Linked DNA regions of Mus musculus: region 1 is linked to region 2. Evidence: chromatin contacts called from public HiCAR-type data. All regions are on one chromosome and are shown on one strand. The core of a region is the stretch at or near the end of the contact, and the rest is flanking DNA. Distances in the headings are between cores, read along the strand shown. Region 1 overlaps Akap12 (A kinase (PRKA) anchor protein (gravin) 12). Region 2 overlaps Mthfd1l (methylenetetrahydrofolate dehydrogenase (NADP+ dependent) 1-like).

Evidence for each region. HiCAR-type assays count read pairs that join an accessible place to other places.
Region 1: a HiCAR-type map of embryonic stem cells shows a contact between it and region 2, with 2.0 times the contacts expected there. The contact joins two enhancer-like sites. A contact is called at or near these places in 6 of 39 promoter capture datasets (the 3T3-L1 cell line, 3T3-L1-derived adipocytes, cranial neural crest and 2 more), 1 of 15 datasets of contacts at CTCF or cohesin (large pre-B cells), 13 of 484 Hi-C or Micro-C datasets (CD4 T cells, CD8 T cells, the G1E-ER4 cell line and 6 more), 5 of 115 datasets of contacts at active chromatin or transcription factors (acute myeloid leukemia, embryonic stem cells, extraembryonic endoderm stem cells and 1 more) and 1 of 9 other capture datasets (adipose tissue).

Annotation. Positions count from the first base shown.
Region 1 is chr10:4,286,266-4,291,980 of GRCm38.p6, forward strand. The region is part of intron 1 of Akap12 (A kinase (PRKA) anchor protein (gravin) 12); the gene reads left to right. All of the region lies in intron 4 of Gm40592 (a long non-coding RNA gene), which reads right to left. Among named protein-coding and RNA genes, the nearest start is that of Gm40592, 22 kb to the right of the region's middle. Within about 2 kb of position 3,191, at least 14 of the 459 cell types and tissues checked have an H3K27ac peak or open chromatin away from gene starts, as enhancers often do. A contact at or near this core is called in embryonic stem cells, where this site is marked.
Region 2 is chr10:4,141,026-4,146,211 of GRCm38.p6, forward strand. The region is part of intron 26 of Mthfd1l (methylenetetrahydrofolate dehydrogenase (NADP+ dependent) 1-like); the gene reads left to right. Among named protein-coding and RNA genes, the nearest start is that of Gm25369, 26 kb to the right of the region's middle. Within about 2 kb of position 2,561, at least 11 of the 459 cell types and tissues checked have an H3K27ac peak or open chromatin away from gene starts, as enhancers often do. A contact at or near this core is called in embryonic stem cells, where this site is marked.

The DNA.
Region 1 (5,715 bases), core at 1,941-4,440, 150 kb after region 2:
TGAGACAGGGTTTCTCTGTATATAGCCTTAGCCGTCCTGGAACATGCCCTGTAGACCAGGCTGGACTCAAAGATCTGTCTTTGCCTCCCAAGTGCTAGAATTAAAGGCATGTACCACCACCATCAAGAACTCTTTTATAACTTGTATCCAGGTTCTTTGAAGAGGTGCGGCCTCATTAAGTAATGGAGAGCACCTGAGGAAACTATCTAACATCAACCTCTAGCTTCGACATGTATGTGCATGTGTGAATATGCAAACATATACACAAGGAAAAGAAAATCACTAACCTGCTGAAACACTTGGGCGTTGGCCAGAGGGTTCAGCAAACCTTACAACCAACCTTCCTCCTCTCCCTGAGACCTACTACCCAGTGGAAAGAGAGAAGCAATTCCACTTCTACAAGTCGTCCTCAGAACTTTGCATGTACACCCTGCCCCCACACACACAGAAGTTAAAATTATAAGTTTTTTTTTTAAATCAGAATATTTTTTACATATTATATTGACTTGGGAACATTAAATCTGAGAAATCTTTTTGTTTGTTTGTTTTAGTTTTTCGAGACAGGGTTTCTCTGTGTAGCCCTGGCTGTCCTGGAACTCACTCTGTACACCAGGCTGGCCTTGAACTCAGAAATCCGCCTGCCTCTGCCTCCCAAGTGCTGGGATTAAAGGCGTGCGCCACCATGCCTGGCAAATCTGAGAAATCTTATTTATGGCATGCTGGCAAGGCAGAAAGAAAGACTTACAGGGTTATTTTCTTTTCATCTGCTTTGGCCTGGGACCACCTGCACCACATCATTTCTTGCTGAAGATGGATAAGTGCAGGTTGTGTATATTCCTCTCCACTGAGGGGTGCAGAGAGGGTGGTTTTAATTTTTTTAAATGTCTTTATATAGATGAAATCAATAGAATTCCTTGTTTTCCTGAAGAATTATTTGTTATTTTCTGCTCATTTTGACTGCTTTTAATTGTTTAGCATTTGTGTGTGAAGGGAGTCTGCTGCTTTAAGTAAACATTAGTGTGAGTAAAAATTACTTGGTGACACCACTAAGTATTTGCCTGATCCCAATAGTTCTTGATTAACAAATTGGCCAGAGTGAAATTTTATATGTAAGCATGATTTTGGTAATGTTCAGCATAGAGAACTTGAAATATAATTTTCAATGTACAACAATAAATGTTTTTTGTTTTTTTGTTTTTTTTTTTTTTTTTGGTTTTTTGAGACAGGGTTTCTCTGTGTAGCCCTGGCTGTCCTGGAACTCACTTTGTAGACCAGGCTGGCCACGAACTCAGAAATCCGCCTGCCTCTGCCTCCCGAGTGCTGGGATTAAAGGCGTGCGCCACCACGCCTGGCTTAAATGTTATTTTTTTTAACAAATCTTTTTTTTTTTTGAGTGATGGGGCTGGAAAGATGGTTCAGTGATTAAGAGTACTGGCTGCTCTTTCAGAGGACCTGGCTTACATTCTCAACACCCATATGTCCATGGCTCATACATAACTGCCTGTAATTCCAGCTTCCTGAGCTCTGATGTCTCTTTTGCCTTCTCTAGAAGCCTGCACATAGCTACAGTACAGCGCACTCACGCACATACAAGTAAAAATAGATAACAAAAAACAAACCGAAGCCGGGCGTGGTGGCGCACGCCTTTAATCCCAGCACTCGGGAGGCAGAGGCAGGCGAATTTCTGAGTTCGAGGCCAGCCTGGTCTACAGAGTGAGTTCCAGGACAGCCAGGGCTATAAAGAGAAACCCTGTCTCGGAAAAAAAAAAAAAAAAAAAACAAACCGAAACAAAAGCTTTTAATCCCAGCATTTAGGAGGCAGAAGCATTAAGATCTGAGTTTGAGGCCAGCCTGAGTTCCAGGGAATCTTTTCTTTCTTTCTTTCTCTCTCTCTTTTCTCTCCCTTCCTTCCTTCCTTCCTTCCTTCCTTCCTTTCTCTGTCTCTCTTTCTTTCTTTCTTTCTCTCTCTCTCTCTTTTCTTTTTCTTTTTTCTTTTAAAGTTTTACTTATTTATTATATGTAAGTACACTGTAGTTGTCTTCAGACACACCAGAAGAGGGAGTCAGGTCTCATGATGGATGGTTGTGAGCCACCATGTGGTTGCTGGGATTTGAACTCATGATCTCTGGAAAAGTAGTCAGTGCTCTTAACCGCTGAGCCATCTGTCTAGCCTCAGGGCATCATTTTAAACATCAACCTTTATCCTCTACATGCATGTGCCTGTATGCAAACATACACATATACACACCATGCACATGGAAAAGGAAAACACGGGAATAGACCTGCTGAAAAACTGAACTTTGAAAACCAAAACTGGTGATACAGAGCTATAGAGAGAAACCCTGTCTTAGACTGGAAAAAAGGCAAACAAAACCAAAACTTATTGAATGAAAGTTAGATGTAATACAAAAAACTATAGGAATTGGTTTTGTGTGTGACAGAGGGTGGTGCTTGCGTGGGCGTGGTTATCCATGCATGTGTGTGTTTGTTGATATTGGGTGTCCTTGATCTCTCTTGTCCTTGATTGGGTTTTGATTTTTTTCAAATGCTTTTTACCTTTATCTTTTTATTGTATGTGTTTCACGGTGTTTATGTGGAGGGCAGAAGAAAACCTGTGGGAGCTACTTCTCTCTGCCATGTGGATTTTGGGTCGGTCTTTAGGTTGTCAGTCTTGACCGCAAGCCCCCCTACCTCCTGAGCCATGTTGTTGACCGCTCCATTTTAGTTTTGAGAGTCTCTTCCCGAATCTGGAGCTCACAGGTCAGCTTACACTGACTGGCTAGCAATCAGCTGGGATCTTCCAGCCTCCATCCCTCCCAGGGTTGGAGTTACAGGTACTCACCACTCAGCTTTTCGGTGGTGCTCCAGTCTTTGTAGTTAAAAATGAATAAATCCTGGCGTGGGGTTACGACCCACCGAATGAAAGACACACACAGCCTTTATATTTTAATATGCCTTAAGTAGCTCAATAGCTGGGCAACTGCCTCCCCTCCATGCTGTTAAGAGACCACTTTCCCATCAATAACTCCAAGTGACTACTTACTAATTTCTAGGTTTCATCCTGGCTGCTCTTAATTCCAATTAGTCAGCCCTCTGGGCCACGTTCTCTTGGCCCAGAGCCCAGGGAGCTCTCCTTGCTTCTCTACTCCATGGTGACTTCCATCTCTCTCCTGCCTGTTGGAAGCCTTCCTGTGGCTCACAAGAAACACCTGGGAGGCAAGCAGGGGCTGAAAAGGGAGGGGAACTAGGCGGTCGAGAGAAAAATGGAGCTAAGTCAAGATTCCTGATCAAAGCTCAAATGTTTAATGGCAAATGCCCTTATAAAGTGGGGGAGGCCCATTCCCACCAATTCATTCTTGGGGCCTGGAACCAGCTGCAGGTAACTATGTGCATGATAGGGTGTAGTCTCCGGAATAGTGGCCTCCCAGCAGGTAGGAGTGTCTTGAAGGGGAACAGAGGCAGTGGCTGAACAATAGAGTGATCTAGGGAGGAAGGCTCCTCCCTAGGTAATCTTTGTGGCATCAAGGTCAAGGTCTGGCTTAGCCTGCTTCAGGCTGGGGGAGGTTACACCTGCATACTCTTCTAAGAGTGTCTCCCCCTTCTGCTTCTTTCCTCCGTCCAGGAAACCTAAACCCCGCCTATGTCTCTTCTCCCAGCTATGAGCTGCTGGCATCTTTATTTACCATTCAGAATTAGCTGGGGGCTGGTCCCTCAGTGTTTCAAGGGTGGACTCTCTCCTGCAAACAGTTTGGGGGGGGGGCAAATTAACATTAAAATACAAACAGAACTAAGTCAAACCCACTCCAGGTCTTTATGTGCACAGCTAGCACAGTACCTGTGGCGTCTCCTTCACAGCCTCCGAGGGGATTCTGTCGCTCACAGTGCTGCTGTGAAGTATCATTGTTGCTATGACTTGTTGGATCCAGGAATAAGTTAAGATTTTGCAATTCTCTCTCTAAGAATTCCCCTCATACTTGTAAGGAATTAAGTCATTGTTGCTAATATCTGAGTGCCCGCTTACAGTTGTGCTTAGGGCTTTAGTGGAACAGGAAAGCGCGGCTCATTAAACCCCCTGCAGAGTCAGCCAGCCCCACCCAGTGGAAGGGAGGCATTTACTCTAGCTCTGGAGGGGTGCAGCTCCCCTAGTTTTGGATGCATCTCTCAGTGACTGCAGCATCACTTTAAAAAGGTATTTGGGGCCCTGTGAGACAACTCAGCTAGAAAAGGTATCTGTCACCAAACTTGACACTGACCTGAGTTCAGTTCCCCAACCCCACAGGGTGGGAGGAGAGGACCAGTGTTTGCTAATTGTTCTTTGACCTTGCCACCTTGACTCATGCACTAAGCACATACACACACACACACACACACACACACACACACACACACACACGCACACGCACAGGCACACGCACACACAAACACGCACGCACAAATTAAGATAGGTCCATTACTACTGGTCTCCAGAAACAACAGAGGGGGATGGAGCCCTTGATGGATGGAACTGAAAGAAATGGTTGTCATTTACAAATGAGGCTCAGGCTGGACTGTTTAGTAAGCAATACACGTGTTTCTCATCTCACATAAAGTCTGCATGGCACTGACCAGAATCCCAGAACTTAGCAGATGAAAGGGGGAGGTGAGGAGCCTGAAGCCCACCTGGAGTAGATGAGCTTTTTGTCAGAAAATTGACTCTGTGTGTGTGTGTGTGTGTGTGTAAAACACACACACAACTGCCTCTTTTTTTTTTTTTTCAAAGATTTATTTATTATATGTAAGTACACTGTAGCTGTCTTCAGACACTCCAGAAGAGGGCTCAGATCTTGTTACAGATGGTTGTGAGCCACCATGTGGTTGCTGGGATTTGAACTTCAGACCTTCGGAAGAGCAGTCGGGTGCTCTTACCCAACCCACTGAGCCATCTCACCAGCCCCACAACTGTTAACCTTTTTTTTTTTTTTTTTTTTTTTTTTTTTTGTCCTGGCATGATATATTTTTAATGGGACTTTACATCCTTCTGGGGTTCTTTTTTTTTTTTTTTTTTTTTTTTGTTGTTGTTGTTGTTGTTTGTTTGTTTTTTGGTTTGTGGTTTTTTGTTTGTGTTGTTTGGTTTTGGTTTGTGTCTTTTTTAAAGGTTTATTTATTTATATATACAGTGAAGACACTGTAGCTCTCTTCAGACACACCAGAAGAGGACATCAGATATCATTACAGATGGTTGTGAGCCACCAGGTGGTTGCTGGGATTTGAACTCTGGACCTTTGGAAGAGCAGTCAGTGCTCTTAACTGCTGAGCCATCTCTCCAGCCCTCTACATTCATCCTTTATGATAAAATTAACATCCTCCTGGCTTGTTGTTTAGTGAGATAAAGTTTAATAGTATAGCCTAGTCTTAATTGGAACCTGAGACCTTCTTACCTCAGCCTCCGAAGGCTGGAATTATAGGTGATGATAAACAACAACAAAATGATTAATCATATTCATATTAGCCACTCAGGCATGTGTGTGGGTGCATCCTGGAAGTATTAAAGTATTCAGAGAGGAAACTGTATCACCAAATAGTTCTTACATTTTTCCTGTCTTAGGTGGGTGGTGGTGTCCCACACCTTTAATCCCAGCACTGGGGAGGTAGAGTCAGGTAGATCTCTGAGTTTGAGGCTAGCAGAGTGAGTTCCAGGACAACCAGGGCTAGCTACCCAGAGAAGCTGTCTCCAGA
Region 2 (5,186 bases), core at 1,311-3,810:
CAGATTTCTGAGTTCGAGGCCAGCCTGGTCTACAGAGTGAGTTCCAGGACAACCAGGGCTATACAGAGACACCCTGTCTCAGAAAAAAAAAAAAAAAGGCTGCAAGGTAATGTAGACCTCCTTCATCTTTGACATAGTTAAGAGGGGCCATAGATGGTCCTGATCCAGCATGTGTTGGCTAGCCAAGCTTCCAGTTGGTAGACATGCTCTGGGTACTCCCAGCTTTCTTTCTTTCTCTTCATCTCCACCAGGCCTACACACACACACACACACACACACACACACACACCCTCAACTCCATGAGCATGCAGAGCATCAAGGATGATTCAATACTATGGACCCTCTCTCTATCCTGTAAAATCTGTTAAGATTTAGCAGCTTTTAAAATCTCCACAGAGGAGCTTTGCATCAGTCTAGAGGACAGAGGAGAAAGACAAGGGGTGGGGGGGGGGGGGGAAGAGAGAGAACTTAAACTGCTCAGGAGCTGTGGCTCCCTGGTACAGTGCTTGCCTGGCATGTGTAAGGCTCTAAGTTCAGCGCAGCAGGGGGGAAAATAGTAAACTTCCCAGCAGAAACAATGTCCTCACCCTTCCTTCCTTTCTTCCTTCCTTCCTTCCTTCCTTCCTTCCTTCCTTCCTTCCTTCCTTCCTTCCTTCCTTCCTTCCTGCTCCTGCTCTCCCCTCCCCAAACAGGATGGTTGGTGATTTGGTTACCAAAAAGATCTATCTCTGTTACTTTGTTATCTCTGTTCTGAGGCACTCCTCAGAAACCAGTTATTAAGTCAGTTTGTGTCCCTAGAGCTGGCGGAGAGTCTCAGGGCATGCCATCTGCAGATCAAATGGCTGGTGACTGAGTTCGGTGCCAAATGACAGGAAAGACCCACGAAGGGGGAGAGGTGCAGCCCTGCTGGGTGTGCAGACAGCAGGCAACTCAGTTTAGGATCCCGCTTCGTCTGGTTTATAATTCCGTTTCTGCGGGGCTGCCTTGATCCCCATTGCCTTAGATATTTTGTATCTTGGCTCTTGAGTTTATTGTAAGATTTGACTGTGGTAACTGGAAACTATAAAAATTAAGGAGTTTGGAGCTATATCTTCTGCTGAGGGTGACCTTTAGATAGCTGGTAACGCAAGAAAAATTTCCAGGAATGTCTCAAAATCAATAAGCCCTATTGGTCCCTGTAAAAGAAATGCAGTCATGGACCAGATTTCCTTCTGCTTTTCTTATTTCTGTCTCTGATAAAAGTAGCAGTCTTATTGTCATGTGTGTGTGTATGTGCATGTGTGTGAGAGAGAGGGAGGAGACAGATGATAAGGACCACACGTGTTATGACATGATGTGGAGGTAAGAGGTCAACCTGAAAGAGTCATTTCTCCCTTACCTTCACCTGGCCCAGGGATAAAACGTAAGTCATCAGGCCTGCACAACAAAGCAGGTACTTTTCTACCTGCTGGGCTGTCTCTCTGGCTGCTCATTTCTTATTTCAACACAAGTAATAAAATAACAAAGTACTGTGTCCTGAATGCCTAACTGGGCCCTGCTCTTACCTTAGTTCATCTTAACTTCAAAATTATGTCCATAATGTACACTGTGACAGTGTACTTATGACTATTGAAGGCTCAGTGAGCTAACTGCTCAAGGGCCATGTGACGCAGAAGTCCTGATCTGGTTCCCATTGTTGCCCACCCCTCAGACAATCTATTCACTTAGTACCTTGGTTCTAGGTGAATGGGCAGTCTAGTCAAGGTACTAGATCCTCCTGGCTGTTACCAGCAACATGATACAACCGTAGTGAGCATCATGGCATCTATGTCTGCATCTAGAGACGGATGGAGGAAAGCCTGTCAGCCTCTGCCTACCTCAGGGCTCTGAGAAGTTCAGGAGTGGTGCCCATGGTGGCATAGGGAAAGGCCAAAGGGGTCTCTGTAGCGACCCAGGGGTCCATGGGAAGAGCCACATGTAAATGGCTTACCGTTGTATACCGGAAATCTCTGTGTATCTCTTGGGGGAGTGATCAGATCCAGCACATGAGCAACGAAGGAGCAGTTAGCTCGTTAGTGTGAGTGGCCTCGCTTCAGAACTTTCGTGCTTAGGTTTTGCTAACGCTCTCGAGGCAGTTGGCAAAGCAGCATTGCAGCCCTAATAATTATAACTCCTTCAGCTTCCCAAAAAGGTTGTGTGTAGGGGTGATTCGGGGAGGGGCAGTCAAACCCAGGGCCTCAAGGATGCTAGCCAGGGAAGCACTCTGCCACTGAGCCACATCCCCAGCCCGGAAAAGTTTAACTCAGTGTGTAGGTTGTGTAAATGAAAACTGTTTACAGAATTCTAGATGGTATCAATAATCCATACTTGATCTAAAATAGTAACAGGGAAGGTCTGGGTAGTTACTCTATACCATTTTAGAAATATTTTTTTTTTCCAGATCTGAGGACCAAACCCAGGGCCTCTACCACAGAGCTAAATCCTTAAGCCCTTTAGAAATGTTTTCTACTTCTAAGGCAGTCTCTGCTCCCTGCTGGGACATGTTTCTAAAGATGACCTTTGTAAAAGTTCTAGCCCTATTGTAAGCTAACACCATTCTCTTGTTGGGGGAAGGGAGGGTGGTATTTTTGAGACAGGGTCTCTGTAGTCCTGACTGTCCTAGAACTTGCTATGTAGACTGGGCTGGCCTCAGACACACAGAAATCCACCTGCCTCCGGAGTGCTGGGATTAAAGGTGTGCACCACCATGCCTGGCTGCTAACACCATTCTTTTTTTTTTTTTTTTTTTTTTTCAAAGATTTATTTACTTTTATATGAGTACACACCAGACATCAGACACACCAGAAGATGGCATCAGATCCCATTACAGATGGTTGTGAGCCACCATGTGGTTGCTGGGAATTGAACTCAGGACCTCTGGAAGAGCAGTCAGTGCTCTTAACCATGTTACCACTGAGCCATCTCTCTAGCCCACTAACACCATTCTTTTTTTTTTTTTTTTTTGGTTTTTGGTTTTTGGTTTTTGGTTTTTGGTTTTTGGTTTTTTTTTTCAAGACAGGGTTTCTCTGTATAGCCTGGCTGTCCTGGAACTCACTTTGTAGACCAAGCTGGCCTCGAACTCAGAAATCCGCCTGCCTCTACCTCCTGAGTGCTGGGATTAAAGGCGTGCACCACCACGCCCGGCAAAAAATTAGTTTTTCTTTCTTTTTTTTTTTTTTCTTTTTGGGTTTTTGAGACAGGGTTTCTCTGGCTATCCTGGAACTCACTCTGTAGACCAGGCTGGCCTTGAACTCAGAAATCTGCCTGCCTCTGCCTCCCATTCTTAAACAGCCATTAAATTTGAAAAGGAATCAAGACTAAAACTATAAAGTAGAACTTCCTTCCCTGGTCTGTCTCTGAGCACGGTTGCCCTCCTGTTTCTCAGCAGCTTATTTTTTTCCCCTAATAGATCATATTTGCCAAGGAGTGAGCCCATTGGACTTATATACAGAACGGGCCTATGGCAATTGTTCCTGTCACTCTACTTCCCTTATTTAGAAAGCATCCCACCCCCGAGTTACTAATTTAAACTTACAATCTCCCCAAAAATCAAATTCCAGAATTGGGCGTGTGAAACAGGAGGCTACACGTGGGGGTGCCCATGTAATCCCAGCACCCAGGAGATAACTCATGTGGTTTCTCCCTCATGTTTGTGCATAGAGCAGAGTGCAGTCTCTGGTGAAGCCTGAAGCCTCTAGGTTCATCTGCTAAGGGGTTTTCCGTGCCTTGGGCAATTGTTAGGTGGCGCAGGGTGGGGCTGGCGAGTTCTTTGAGTATTTTTATTATGTATATGTCATCTCTGCATGTATGACTGTGTACCATGTACCTACCTATATCCATGGAGACCGGAAGCAGGCATTAGATCCCCTGGAACTGGAGTTATAGAAAGCCATGAGTCACCCAGGTCCTCAGACTTAGCAGCAAGCGCCCTTACCACTGAGCCATCCCACCTGCCCTCACATATGTTTCTAAACATTGTTGATAGAAAGTGTGGTTCCTTGTGGTCCAGAAAAATTTGAGAGATTAGTCGTAGTTAAAATCAGGTTCTTGAGCGGGTCGTGGTGGCAAACGCCTTTATTCACAGAGGCAGAAGCAGGCAGATTTCTGAGTTCGAGGCCAGCCTTGTCTACAAAGTGAGTTTCAGGACAGCCAGGGCTACACAGAGAAACCCCGTCTCAAAAAAAAAAAAAAAAAAAAAAAATCAGGGTCTTGAAGACAAAAAGCTTTTTTTTTTTCCTTCAACCTTTGCACAAGAATCTATTAATGTGGCATGACACGCCCAGAGATTTAATGGCTCCTCGTTTATTTTAAGCGGGACAGCACACAATTAGCACAGAGCCCCACTGACCCCGGGCCTGTAGCCAGAGGTCAATTCCCAGGCGCTCTTTCTTCTGTAGGGCTGTAAGGAATCTAGTCTAGGAGCTGCGCCCTGATGGCCGTTTGTTACTGGTGGAGAAGTTGGTATGAGTGTCACAGTTTTGCTTACCATAACTCCACATCACTCTTCCTCAGCAGGGGAGCTCTTGCTCTACAGAGCCACCTGTGGGTTCTGGTCTGTTGTCCCTTATCCCAAATAAGTAGTCTCAGAAGCGATTGCTGCATCGTTGGGAAGGAATGTGGTAATTTTGCCATTCCACACATGTCTCTCCTACTTAAATAAGCTGAAAGTGGAAGAAAGACATCTCTCACTTCCTGACGCTTAATATCTTGGCTAGTTTTATGTCCCAATACTGTGACCGAATTACAAGACACATGTCCACTCTCCTTTCAATAGAGTAACGCAGTAGTAACCAGAGAAACTTTGATTCCGTGCTAGGAGCCTGCCTTTTAAGAAAGCAACCTTTAAAATACAGCAGAGCCCCAGCCACTAAGTCAGGTGCCACAGTTTACATTTAGTTCATTGTTTGAGATCCAGGGTGTCATTGCCCACTCGTGTGTGACAAAGGGCGCCTTATTCCCGTCTGTGCTCAGAGGCCTTTGTAGCCGTGATACTCCTACACTGCAGTCCTATCTACATAGCACCACGTGCTGGGCCTTCTCTTTGCCCTGCTTCAGCCTCCACACTCCAGGGCCAATAGGGCAGAGTGGTCAGTGAGAACTGCAGGGGGGCCCATGGGTGCCCCACCTGGCCAGCATATAAAGGAGATTGGCACTAAGGTATTAGGCTC